Linked DNA regions of Hordeum vulgare: region 2 is linked to region 1. A link is a contact called in public Hi-C data. All regions are on one chromosome and are shown on one strand. Each heading gives the region's core, a stretch centred on a gene start, on an enhancer-like site or on the middle of the called end of the contact. The rest is flanking DNA. Distances are from core to core; before and after follow the strand shown.

Region 1 (3,471 bases), core at 177-2,676:
TGTAATCTATGATCCTTTGGTGATTCATGGATATCAAAATAAGACTCTGATCCCTTGTATGGTGCTGAAAAAAGTGTCCCAAAGGCCAACAAGGTAGCATCCTCAGCTTTATTACCAGGCCCTAAACTCTTGTATATATCTTTACGCCTCCTAACATATGATATCTTCTTCTTCCTTTTTAACTCTTCATCAGGTTGAAACGAATCCAGTGCTCTATCATTATTCTCCTGATATGTCCAGACTGTGGTTCTACAATCATCCTGAACAGGGTACACACAACCACTACTTTCACTGCCTTCTAAACCAGACAGCAAAGACCGGCATCTATCATAGTCACTTGGCAATGATCCACCGCCAGAAACAGCACAGCACAACCCAGCAAAGCAAGTTTTCCGCATATCTACACCGCACCATAATGAAACAAACACCCTGAAATCAATTGTCTTAACCAAAGGCTTCAGTGGGGACAGATCAACTATGTCACCCATCGAAACATACCTGAAACGTAAAAATTCAGAATGAAGACTTGATTCTCATGATGTTATTCCAAATCCATAATGAACATGGAAGCCCATTGTGAACACTGCAAGCTAGAAAAATTATATCATTATTGTGCTAATTAGTAGAGTGAGTACTCCGCAGTGTAAGTGTGTAACAACCACATTACATCTCTATATCCAGATTTCTCTTGGCAGCAATCTCACCGTACTGGAGTCTCCATCAATTAGGATCAGTGTGATTCCAAATCATGAAGATTGCCTAGCATTCTTACATTTTTGGTGTTTGCATTGTTAACATTCTAATGAAGCTTTAATACCTCGCAACATGATTGATTACTAAAGCCCATCATTCCAAAGAATCAGTAAACCGAGCAGACGCAACGCAGAGAAGGTGTGGTGTGGCCTTTACCTCTGCTCCCGGAGGAGCTGCATGGCGTGGTCCCAGACGGCGGCTCGGAGGTCGGAGGGTTCGGCGACCCTGAACTTTGGGCAGCTCCCGAGGGCGACGGCGTGGTGGTCGAGCACGGGGGGCACGACGAGGGTGCGGTTGAGCAGCGCGGCCGCAACCGCAGCGTTCCGCAGCTCGCCCACCTGGTTGCTGAACCCGCTGTGCGGTGCGTACCAGAGGAACCTCTCTCCCTGCAGCTCCGCGGAGCGCCCACACCTCGGGGTGCCGCCGTCACTGCCGGGCGCGGAGGCGGAGAAGGGGAGTAGGGAGCGGAGCAGGGAGGAGTAGGAGGAGGAGAGCAGGAGGGATGCCGGGAGGAGGAGGAACAAGACGGCCACAAGTAGCCGCACGTTCGACCGCGCGCTCCGCCTGCGCCACCGGCCGCGGCTCGCCGGCAGGTCCATCTCGCCGGCGGCCACCGGCAGATCGGATCTTACGGTTGCATCCGATACGAAGTGAGTAACTCTAATGGGTTAGAACTACAGAGTCCATGGGCTCAATTGGACAAGTTAAGCCCAATTTACTTGGGCCCACTGCTCATAGTATCATTTCCAGCCGCAACAAAATCAGAATACCTCCTCAAAAAAAAAAAGAATCCCAGAATCCACAGGGCCGTCGACGGGTGGGACCCCAGAGGTAGTCAAAGGTGTCAGTCAATCTCGCCGGCGACGTGCGGCCGTTTCTCCGCCGGTGGGCGCACGTCAGCAATCCATCCGCCGATAAATTTCTATATCCTCTTTCCCTCCCTCCCTCTCTCCCGCGACACGACACTCTGCCCTTGGACTAGGTGGGCAGGGAGTGATGGCGATAGGGGCGTTCGTGGACGCGCCGGCCGCCGGCTCCGGAGAGTACAGCGGCCGGGTGACGCCGTTCGTGGTGCTGACCTGCATCGTCGCCGGCAGCGGCGGCATCCTCTTCGGCTACGACCTCGGCATCTCCGGTCCGCCTATCTTCCTCACTCCTTTCTAGAGTAGATTGTTAACTCTTTTGGGCTCAACAGAAAGGAATATGAGAACTGAAAGTTGGAAGCTTGACTTGGAAGGAGTTAAAATGGCATTCATGGCTTACTTGCGGTGCATTCATGGCTTCCGTGCCTCGTGGTGGTGCAGATTTTCTCTTCCATTATTGGGACACAAAATCTGATGAGTTCAGGGTGCTTTCCTCTGTTCCATTTTCCTTCAGATCAAGATGATCTAGGTCTAGACTTTTTTGAGGGATTATAGAAAAAGAAAAAAAATGATGCGTTCCATCATTCCATTATTGGGCAATGGATTCGGTGAACATTACGCAATGAACTTAGTTCGACATATGCATTCCATTCCCATTCCCACCCCAAATTCCCTGAAACTGAATGCATGCGGTTCTGAAATCTTCTAGGCGGTGTCACCTCCATGGACTCATTTCTGAAGACGTTCTTCCCGGAGGTGTACCGCCGCAAGCAGGACAGCAATGTCAGCAACTACTGCCAGTTCGACAGCGAGCTCCTCACCGTCTTCACCTCCTCCCTCTATATCGCCGGCCTCATCGCGACGCTGTTCGCGTCGTCTGTCACGAGGAGGTTTGGCCGCCGTGCGTCCATGCTGATCGGTGGAACCGTCTTTATCGCCGGCTCGGCGTTCGGGGGAGCAGCCGTGAACGTGCCCATGCTTCTCCTCAACCGGATCCTGCTGGGAATAGGCCTGGGGTTCACTAACCAGGTAACTCTCTCTGCTGCAATTCAAGCTAATGATCTTTTAAGTCAGTGTGTAACATGTAGTTCAGGAGATTAAAAAAAACTGTAGCACAGTGAAATTTCTTCAGGCATTTGTAGATTTCTAATAGAAAGATCATCCTCCCGGACCCTGCATCAATCCACAAATCTTGTGCGGCTGTGTGGAGCTGTAGAAGCAGTGACACAAGGATTGTGTACAGACATAAGAATCCTGTATATGTAATTTGTCCCAACCTCCAAGTTGATGACAATAGATAGCTACATGCTTGCAATGACAATTTACATGTCTGTCTCCCAAATCCAAAGAATCATTGCATTGACTACCCAATAGGTCGTGTTATCTTGTAGCAAGTGCATATGATGTTTCAGAATAATATTTTACTTTCTCCAAAAAGGACATTGTGAAGTACACTAAATACCTTACTGTGGTTACTGTTAAATTTATTTTTTCAGTCGATCCCATTGTACCTGTCAGAAATGGCGCCACCCCAGTACCGCGGTGCGATCAACAATGGGTTCGAGCTCAGCATCAGCATCGGCATTCTCATTGCAAACATCCTCAACTACTGTGTGGTGAAACTCACGGCAGGATGGGGCTGGAGGATATCCCTATCCATGGCCGCAGTCCCTGCTGCATTCCTGACCATCGGTGCAATCTTCCTCCCTGAGACGCCAAGCTTCATAATCCAGCGGGACGGCGACACCGACAAGGCGAGAGCCCTGCTCCAGAAGCTGCGTGGAACCACCTCTGTGCAGAATGAGCTAGACGACCTGTTCTCTGCTAGCAACCTCTCAAGGGCAGCCATATATCC
Region 2 (3,253 bases), core at 440-2,939, 300 kb before region 1:
GCCGTGTCAGGGCTTCGCACATAGCGGGAGACGGGCTTCGCACAAATGGGCTAGCTCGTTAGCAGGGGTTACAGTGCGAGGTTTTGGATAATTTCTAGAAGGTTCCCCGAGCCGGGTTTTTCCTTTTTCATTTTCATTTTTGTTTTTTTGTTTCTTTTTTCTTTCCTGTTTCTGTTTCAAAGAATGTTCTTGATTTTCAAAAAATGCTCTCAATTTTAAAAAATTATTCTGTATTTTCCAAAAATGTTCTTGGTTTCAAAATTTGTTCTTAAGATTCAAATTTGTTCTCAGTTTCAAAAAAATTCTTAAGATTCAAATTTTTTCCGTGCTTTAAAAAATTGTTCATCTTCCAAATTTGTTTAGGATTTTTCAATATTGTTCTTGATTTCAAAATTTGCTCTTAAAATTCAAAAAATGTTCGTGCTTTAAAAATTTATTCGCGCTTCCAAATTTGTTTGGGGTTTTTCAAATTTGTTCTCAGTTTCAAAATTTGTTCTCAAGATTCAAAAATGTTCGTGCTTTAAAAAATTGTTTGCGCTTCCAAATTTGTTTATGGTTTTTTAAATAGTTCTCAGTTTCAAAATTTGTTTTCAAAATTCAAAAAATGTTTGTGCTTAATTTTTTTTTGCGCTTTCAAATTTGTTCGAGGTTTTTCAAAATTGTTCTCCTTTTCATAATTTTATTCTAAAGATCCAAAAAATGTTCGTGCTTTAAAAAATTGTTTGCGCTTCCAAATTTGTTCACGTTTTTTTAAAATTGTTCTTGGTTTCAAATTTTTTCTCCAAATTCAAAAAATGTTCGTTCTTTAGAAATTTGTTGTGCTTTCAATTTTTTTGGGTTTTTTCAAAATTGTTCACATTTTCATAATTTTGTTCTCAAGATTGAGAAAATGTTCGTGGTTGAAAAATTGTCCGCACTTCCAAATTTTGTCACTTTTCAAAATTTTGTTCTCAAGATTCAAAAAATGTCCGTGCTTTAAAAATGTGTTCTCGGTTTCAAAAATTGTTCTCAAAATCCAAAAAATGATTGTGCTTTAAAATTTGTTCGTCCTTTCAAATTTTGTCGTGGTTTTTTAAAATTGTTCTCCTTTTCAAAATTTGATCTCAAGATTTTTTTTCATGATTTAAAAAATTGTTCTTTAAATTCGAAAAATGTATTTGCTTCAATTAAAAAAGAAAAGGAAAAAGGAAATAAAAAACGAACCAAAAAAAGAAAAAACAGAGAAGAAAAAAGGTAACAGGAAAAAAAGAAACAAAACTGGGCCGGCCAAAAAAATATTAAGCCGAGCTTGGCCAGGAGCCCAGCCGAATTTGTCCACAGCGTCCTTTTCAAGCCAACACACAGCTTGCCGTTGCCGTCCCACAAACCCAACACCGAGCCACATCATCAATGCATTTCTCGACCCAGGACCTTGACACGCAACCATACCCACCAACAGGCAGACGCCGTGCTCTTTATGGACCCACCGGTCAGCGAGGTAATCTATAGTTCACCCTGACGCAAAAAAGTCGGGGCGAGGGGAGAGAGCGTGGAGGAAACGCTTTTCGCAGGGCGCCATTTGCGAAATCTTCGAAAGCTCCATTCCAGTTCCGGTCCCCGTTTCAAATCCTCTCGTCCTCCCCAACGCGCCTCGCCAAAATTCCCCACCAAAAACCCTACCGCGCGCCCTCCCTCCGCGCGGCGGTGATATGCCGCCGGCGACCGGCTCCGCGGCCGGGCTCGCGGCGGCCGTCCTCGCCGCGTCCACGCCGCGGGCCGCGGCGGCGGCCGTCTCGTCCGTCGCGGACTTCCTCCGCCGCCACCGCTCCGGCGCCAACCAGCCGCGCGCCTTCTTCGCCGACGCGCTCCCGGCGCTCCTCTTCCGCCTGTTCGTCTCCAGCTCCCCCGCCTCGCCGTGCTTCCTCGACCTCGCCGCTGGCGACGCCGCCCTCGCCAACCTCATCGCGTCGCTCCTCTCCCCCTCCGGGCCGCTCCTCGTCGCCATCTCCGCCGCGGATCGCCACTCCCTCGCTCGCTTCACGTTCCCTCGCGAGCGGCTCCCCGATTGGCTCGGTTTCGCGCTGTCGTCCACCGCGGCCTCCTCCGATAAGGTGATCTCGCCGCTCCTCGCGGGCCGCGTCGGCTCCAAGCTTCATCTCTCGGTGTTCGAGTACTACCTTTTCTGGTTCGCGTACTACCCCATCTCCGCCGCCACGGCCAAGGCAGCCGCCCGCGCCTCGAAAGGATCGACCTCCACTTCGAAACCCTCGCTTAAGCCACGCGTTCTCCTCGAGAGTTGGGTGTCCACCCTCACATCCACGACCGGCCGCAATCCCGATCGGAAGCCCGATAGATCGCTATACCTGAAGCTTCTGTACGCCTACCTTAAGGAGTTCGTGCCCAGGGACTGCGCCCCGCCACGTGCTGGTTTCGGTACATTGCTGCATCGGGATGCCAGAGATGGTGTAGACGCTGCTGGATCCTTCAGACGAGCCGAGTTCTTCGTGCACACACTCGTACAGTTCTGGCTTGTTGGGGACGATTTCTCGCCGCTGCCTGTTCGGACTTGCCGTTCCTATGGGTTGCCTTTACTGTCACTTCTGTCTCGCGCAAATCCTACACTGTCTGAGAGACTGCCAGCTCCAGGACTTGGAGATGCAGTGAAGCTGTTGGTGATGTATTTGACCAGGAGCAGTGTCTGCAAACTCGCTGACACATGCAATGTGTTTGATGGAATGCTCTCAAGGAAGGAGTCGTGTGACAGTCCCGCTAGCTACTGGAATCCATTGATGCAGAGACCATTGTATCGGTTTGTGCTAAGGACGTTCATGTTCTGCTCCAGGGATGCAGATATCAAGAACATTGCTCAGGTCTTTTCTGCTTGGGTGGTCTATATGGAACCATGGAAGGTTCAGCAAGGTGGTCTGAATGAGTACGATCTGCCACCTCCTGGCGGACGAAATGTGAATTGCGTTACTGATGGAAAGATGCAAAGGTGTGATGTAGGGTACTCTCCAGCATGGCAGGGGTTCGTGCTGTCCAACTATTTGTTCTATAGTTCACTGGTAGTCCATTTCTTGGGGTTTGCTCATAAGTTTATTCATTCTGATGTCGTTTCAGTGCTGCAAATGGTATCAAAGGTTAGTACACACTTATTGGGTCATATTTCCAGAAGTATGCCCACCTTCTGCACAATGGAATCATATCAGTGTAATCTTGCATTTGTTAGACATCATGCATATGCGACTATTATCCGGACAGTTCTGAATTTTGC

The links. Hi-C and Micro-C count contacts between places; a contact is called where the count stands out from the background.
Region 2: a Hi-C map of leaf shows a contact between it and region 1, with 5 times the contacts expected there. The contact joins the promoter of LOC123439525 here to the promoter of LOC123439454 in region 1. A contact is called at or near these places in 2 of 6 Hi-C or Micro-C datasets (both in leaf).

Annotation. Positions count from the first base shown.
Region 1 is chr1H:387,042,634-387,046,104 of MorexV3_pseudomolecules_assembly, reverse strand. It overlaps LOC123439454 (O-fucosyltransferase 30), which reads right to left and starts at 1,426. Exons shown (of 2, transcript XM_045116166.1): 1 at 910-1,426; 2 at 1-498. The coding sequence starts at 1,352. LOC123439444 (hexose carrier protein HEX6-like) reads left to right here and starts at 1,532. Exons shown (of 3, transcript XM_045116157.1): 1 at 1,532-1,888; 2 at 2,326-2,645; 3 at 3,113-3,471. The coding sequence starts at 1,750.
Region 2 is chr1H:387,347,155-387,350,407 of MorexV3_pseudomolecules_assembly, reverse strand. It overlaps LOC123439525, which reads left to right and starts at 1,689. Exons shown (of 6, transcript XM_045116252.1): 1 at 1,689-3,119. The coding sequence starts at 1,689.